Regions from separate parts of the Triticum aestivum genome. Here region 1 is linked to region 2. The links are chromatin contacts, called in public Hi-C maps. All regions are on one chromosome and are shown on one strand. The core of a region is the stretch at or near the end of the contact, and the rest is flanking DNA. Distances in the headings are between cores, read along the strand shown. Region 1 has its middle 110 kb from the start of LOC123147514. Region 2 holds the start of LOC123147514 (ACT domain-containing protein ACR8).

The links. Hi-C and Micro-C count contacts between places; a contact is called where the count stands out from the background.
Region 1: a Hi-C map of leaf shows a contact between it and region 2, with 5 times the contacts expected there. The contact joins the enhancer-like site here to the promoter of LOC123147514 in region 2. A contact is called at or near these places in 3 of 5 Hi-C or Micro-C datasets (leaf, root and an unstated tissue) and 1 of 1 datasets of contacts at active chromatin or transcription factors (leaf).

What each region holds. Positions count from the first base shown.
Region 1 is chr7A:453,815,300-453,818,613 of IWGSC CS RefSeq v2.1, forward strand. No RefSeq gene overlaps it. Among protein-coding and RNA genes, the nearest start is that of LOC123147514, 110 kb to the left of the region's middle. Within about 2 kb of position 1,887, at least 3 of the 8 cell types and tissues checked have an H3K27ac peak or open chromatin away from gene starts, as enhancers often do.
Region 2 is chr7A:453,701,158-453,704,384 of IWGSC CS RefSeq v2.1, forward strand. It overlaps LOC123147514 (ACT domain-containing protein ACR8), which reads right to left and starts at 1,646. Exons shown (of 4, transcript XM_044566786.1): 1 at 1,291-1,646; 2 at 1,009-1,191; 3 at 273-920; 4 at 1-179. The coding sequence starts at 1,389.

The DNA.
Region 1 (3,314 bases), core at 637-3,136, 110 kb after region 2:
ATACTTGCATCTGAATGGTTCTGTGAATCGCCAGCCAGGGCGGTGAATGATCGCCGTAACCGCGGACCAGTGGGGCTGGAGACGAAAGATGGAGCTAGAGCGAGGTAAAAGACGCACGCGGCGCGCATGCGCCGAATCTTTGACCCCTGCCGGCCTGAGGGCCTGATGCACGCGGCCCCCGCCGGCTCCTTTTCGCGCCATTCGGTATGAAGCCTTTGGCGCCAAAATTCGGCGCGGGGACGCGACGAGACGGAGATGATTTTGGCGCCAAGAGCGGGTCGAGCCAGCCGGCAAGGACAAAGGGGCCCTGCTGGATGGCGCTAGCTTCAGATCCAAAAGAAGAGATAAACGCAGGGCCAAGTACTGCTAGTAGTGCTAGGTGGAGTAGCCGCACCGCACGGCGAGCACGACGACTCTACGAGCTGTAACGTCGTTGGTAACTGTTGAAAAGCTAGCTACTCCTGGAGATGATCAGTGGCTACTTGCTAATACTGTGGCGAGGTCAGCTCCACTTACTGCAGTTGTACATTCCAAAATCTAATGATCTGTTCGAATAAAAGAGGGAGATAGTCGTCCAGCTCATGACCGAAATGCAAGATGTACCACATATCACCTTGAAACCAACACATTTTTTTTGAAGCAAAATAAGAATTGATTGGTTTCAACATTTTTTTTGAAACAAAATAAGAATTGAATGGTTTCTTGTTAGTTACCGATGGCTACTAGTACTCCCCTGGAACATTGATTAACCAGCTAGGGTACGATGTTGTTACGAGGTAGGAGTACCCCTGCCCACAGTGCCCCAACCACTTTCTTGAACACAATCCCCAACTGCTCCTACGACCACTACCGGTGCCTATCGCCATGGCGGTGTACCGGTGTCGTCCAGATTGCTTTCCGGAGCAAAAGCGGTACGGTGTCCCCCCAAAGCGGGGAAGGGTAGGAGCAAAAGCAGGGGCCGAGGAAGGACGACGCACAGCATGCCGCCTGTCCCGGCAGGAGCCAGTGTGGCTAGCGTAGGCGTAGCGCATGGTCTGGTCCGGCGGGCGTCATCGTGTTTCCTAGGTGTCGTGGCGCCGGCACCGATGCGGTGGAGACCCATCAATTCCCGGGCCTCGCCGGTGGTTGGGCGCTGCTGCGGCAGCGGCAGCGGAACACGTTTTCGTCGGACCCGGTGTCGCTGCCTCGCCGCGGTGCGGTGGAGGCAGGCGCACGCCGACGGCATGTGCCCGGCCCGGTCGCCAGACTGACACTGCAGCTACAGGGCAGGCACGCACCCCTCTCCTCTCCAGCAGAGCGAGGTCCGAGGCTCGAGACGGACCGGGGCGCGCTTCTCCACCCCGGTTCCATGGCGCGGGCTCCGACGTGTCGTGTCGCGCTGCGACGACTGTGTTTGCATGGGGCCCGTGCCACGAGGCATTCCGTCACTGCCGTTCAAGGGCCGCATTCAACATGTTCTGCCTTTTGGGCATTTCTTTTCAAATCCGTCGGCGCAGACTAATTCCTCTTGTGAGCAAATACGTATATTCTTGAGAGGATGGAACGGCATTGCGTACGTAGCAGAGAGAGATGACAAGGGAAAGGTAGCAACGTCATATGTTAGTGGTAATGATGATGAACGGAAACATTCTCCGGCCGTCCAAGAGCAAGAAGGCTTCAGGCGGACGTATCTTGGCGTTTAAGCGGAAGGAAGCAAGCATGTGACCGACCGACGGAACGGCCGGCCGGTACCCCTTTGTGCGTTTGTACGGACATGGATTTCCCAGATTTGGACAGGGTCATATGAACGGACGGACGGACGGCGAGCCTGGCTGTCATGGCCCCACCCGCAGCTGCACACAGACATCCATTAATGGAGACGGAGCTCGCAACATTCGATCCAGCCCGCCATCATAAATGCGGAATCCACCGGTCCGTCCGTCCGTCTGTCCTTCGACTCGATCGTGGCTGGCTAGATCGGTCGCGCCGTGCAACCCCACTGCAATGCAACGTGCATTGATGATGTACCTGCTGCCACGATCCACGGACCGATCCATCGGTCGGGTCGGTCGATTTGAATGCGCCGGGCGTGAAACTGTTTGTATCACAGGGTAGGCAGACACATGCGTGGTCTGCGCTACACTGTTGGCAGAGCAGTGTGTGCGCAGGCGGAGTCGTCCGAGCCTCGCACGGAGTGATCAGGCATGGCATGGCATGCGTGCAGGCGGCTGTCATCTCATCTCATCTCATCTGATCGATCACGAGACAACTTAAATCACGAATCACGAGTTGCCCGCCCTGCGTTTGTTTGCGCTGATGCATTCATTGATAGCGACCATCGGTCGATCGATCGTTGCCGGGCCAGGCCAGGCCAGGTCACGGATCGCTATCCTCTGACAGAGTTTTTGTTTTGCCGAGTTGCTAAGCAAAGCGAAAGCCCAAGGGCCAAGGCAAAGCCAGTCGCTGCTGTTTCTGGAACCAGCACGTTGTTAGGGATAGGTCCACAGACTCCGCCAGCGCGGGCCGACAACAATTCTCAGCTGGACGTCACCTTTCCTTTTCATCGAAATTACTAGTTTTTTTTAGCATCGGTACAGACACAAGCGCTCATATACACACGCATAGACTCATCTTTATAAACGCACACACGCACATCCTATCCCTATGAGCATCTCCGAGAGACTGAGCCGGCATATCATCTTGAGATTTACGAAGTCACCATAGTCGCCTCGTCGTTGACGGAAACGTCTCTTCTCACTGAAAGCGTATTGCCGGAAATCCTGAAAAAATCCAGGAATAATGCGAGCACCAGGATTTGAACCTTGATGGGTTAGGGATACCACTGTCCACCTAACCATCTCAACCATAGATTGGTCGAAATTACTAGTTGAGAAGTACTCATCGTAAAGATTACTCTAACTACTCAAGTTGTGACAAGTTACATACATATAACATGCCATTGTCGTAATTTGAGAGTTTTTCTTTTTTTTTAAATTCATTTATTTAAAACGTTTTATCTCTTAAACTGTACGTCCAAATCTCAAACAGTTTTCACCGTTCGATTTCTCACGTCGAGATCTTCAAAACTAGGTACCATGTTGATAGGTCTTGACAAACTTTTTTTATGAAAAACTGGCCGAAAAAACCAACGAAAAAACCGAACCGGGAGCATGGTTTTTTCCCTCTCCGAAAGAGGCACGCCGTGCCTTTCACGAAATCACAACCGTGCCTCTCGCGGAAGCAAAATCGTGACTCTCGTGAAAGAAAAAAAAAATATGTTTTTCCCGTTTTCGAGGAGGCATGGCCGTGACTCTCGCGGAAGCAAAATCATGACT
Region 2 (3,227 bases), core at 396-2,895:
ACGTTCTGCTGGACGGCCTGGCCGGCGGTGGTGCCGGTGACATAGAACACGTTGGTGGCCATGTCGCCCTTGGTTGAAACCTCAGCCTGCGCCACGAGCAGTCCGTTTTCCCGGAACGTCCTGGTGACGTCCGACAGCAGCCCCGGCCGGTCTGGCGTGCACAGCTCCAGCCTCACTCCCTGGAAATTCAGAAATCAAGACACATTAGCATCCATGAATGGGAAAGATTTTGGAAGTTTGGTACCATAGTACAAAATTGGCGTGGAAAGTACCTCAAATGATCGCCGTTCTGTGGCGTCTTGCAGGCATTGGCTCACTCGCTGCATCTCGGCCTCGGAGCGGATGGGGCTCCCGTCGGCGTGACGGATGTAGAACTCCTGCCTCGCCTGGCCGGCGTTGGTGTCGATGGTGCCGTGGAAGACGAGGTAGTCCATGTCGGTGAGCGTGCACACGACGTCGTACAGCAGCTTGGGGCGGTCTGGGCACTGAACGGTGACCACAGAGTACCCGCGCTCGGCCCAGCTCTCCACAGACACCCAGGGAGTTGGGAACGCGCGCTCCTGGTCGCGGCTGGCGTACATGAGCTGGTGGAGGCGCCGGTCGGCGTGCGCGATGGAGCCAGCGGGGACCGCAGCCACGGCGCCGCCGCTGGCCTCCGAGTCCCCGCGAAGGAGGGGGGCGAGGCGGGCCTCGATGCGCTCCACACTGGCGGCGCACACATCCTCGTCCCGCAGGTACACGAGGCAGGCGAGGCGGCCGCGGTGCGACCACGCCCTGGCATCCACGACGCTGCAGCTCATGTCGGCCAGCACGGCGAACACCTCGGAGATGAGCCCCGTGCGGTCGGCGCCCGTCAGCTCAAGGACCGTTAGCCCCTCGAGCGCCGCCGGCTTCGACGGCCCGTTCCAGGTCCCGATAGACTGCAGCCAAATCAAGGAGAAATCGAATAAGAAATGCTGCCCCTTTCTTGCTCCGGCGAGGCCAGGAAAGAGAGAAAGTTTCTCCTACCTGCTGGATGTAGGTGATGACGCTGTCGTCGGTGAGCTTGCGGCCGAGGCGGTCGGTGACATGGAAGACATCCATGAACCACCTGCCGTCGGAGGAGATGTAGGCCTTGTTGATGGACAGGTCGAGGTCCGCGAGCACCTGGACCGCCTCGAGCAGGACGCCTCTCTTCCTCGCGCTGTCGACCTGCAACAGTCACCACAGGAAAATGAGAACCCCATCCAGGCATCCAACCAAGAACCCGCCGGAGAGCGGACGGAGGACCTCGACGGAACGGACACACACCTGGACGAGCGTGGCGGTGGGGCAGACGGCATTGTCGATGACGACCTTGGGGGTGTCCATCCTAATGACCAGCTTCTCGTACTCGTTGAGCCACTCCATCTCTGCTGCAGCCTGCCTAAGGGACTCCCCACACCGCAGCGCTGCCTCTTCCTCTTCTTGGCCGGGGACTTGCGCTCTCAAAGCTAAGTGCTCCGCAGAACCAAAGGGCGGTCCGGCTGGTATATAAGCGAGCGAGGGGAGCGAGGTCGGGGACGAAGGGCGCGAGGGGTGGAGTGGAGGAGCTTGGGGGGGATCGCCCGCGGTTTGGAGGCTTCTTCTTCTTCCCCTTGGCTGTTGTCGCTCGCTGGTTCGAATTGGATTGCGGGGAACTGGAATTGGGGGCGATGTTTATGTAACGGGACGAGCCGGGGTCCGTCGGTGGGCCCGGGGCCACATGGATGGACGCAGGAGCGGCTCATGGGAGCCAGCCGGGTCGCCACGTGGAGGCATTCCTTCTCTTGCTTGCAAATTCCTTTTGAGTCCCGCTTAACCAAACGGCAGTTTTTACTAATATTTTGGTGTTCTGCTTACGCTCCTATAGAAGGAGTAGTAATAAAAATATGAACAGCCTCGACCACAATTATATTTGCGCATGACATTTTAACAGTTTTCTAAGTGAATGGAGTAAAAATATCACATGATGCGTCACGATCCTGTAACTAAAATTTGACCGTCGGTCACATTCTTGTTCCTGGAGAAGTACAGCCAGTGGCAAGTTTTTCCTTGTGGCCCGAAGACGTCAAGAGGGTGATATACCGAGGCTGCTCAACATAGAGCCATCGTTTCAGTTTAATACTGTAGTACTCCACAATGCACACAAGTATCTCTTCTTTGACAACTCTAAACAAAAAATATATTTTGTTTGGAGAAACAGGTTAACGAGCGGCGAAGAAGAAAAGAAACGATTCTCGCGAAAAGAAACGAAACAGCAGGGTGGAATTTCTCTGTACGGCACGGGGGCTGGTGGGCGGGCCCGGCCCAGAGGGGAGCCGTCCCTGTGCCTGGGTGGCGGGCCCGGTTCGGCTGCCGCGCGCTTTTGTGTCGTCGTTACGGACGCTGTCATCTCGCTGTTGCCACTTGTATCACCAAACCCCGCCTCGTCCCGCCCAAACTTAAATGACCCGACTGCCCCTGTGTCCAACGCACAAAAAGGAAGCAGGACGGAGGGGCCTGATCGTCATTTCGCGCGTGCAGCCGGCGGGCACTGGGTGTCGCGTTGCTGTCCCGTCCTTGCCGCCCGAGGCCGCACGCCACGAAACATGGGTCCGTATCCTTTGGTGCCTCCGATCGCTTTTTTCCTTGGACTTTACCATAGCCCATCTGCCCATTTCTACTAGTACTGGTAACTAATCGGACGTGAAAATTCATCGGGCGTTGTATGTTTTGCCTGCACCCAGTGGCGTGCTGCTACTTACGGTAACGAATGTCTTGTTTTCCTTGGAGCAAAGGCTTTGTTTCGTCGATCTTGTTGCCATGCAAGGGACGGTGACACGGACAAAGCCCGGCGGGCGGGCGTGGGTCCGTCCAATTTTGGAGCTCTGGACTGACCGGCTCCACATAAAATACGTACATGCGCGGCCTACCACGCACACAAAAATGATACTCCCTCCGTTCCAAAATATAGCGCGTCCTTGGTTTCCGTGCTTCAACTTTGACCATTAATTTAATCAACAAGACCGACTGCGGCGGGCGAAAAAATTATACCAATGAATTCGTATTCAAAAAAAGTTTTTAATTATATAATTTTTGATCCCGCCGCAGTCGGTCTCGTGGGTTAAATTTATGGTCAAAGTTGAACCTCGAAAAGCGTGGGCGCGCTATATTTTGGAACGGAGGGAGTACTTTACTGTCGGATATTCTCGACGCCCCTGCTGGCTTAAGCAGCCATGTCACAGCCT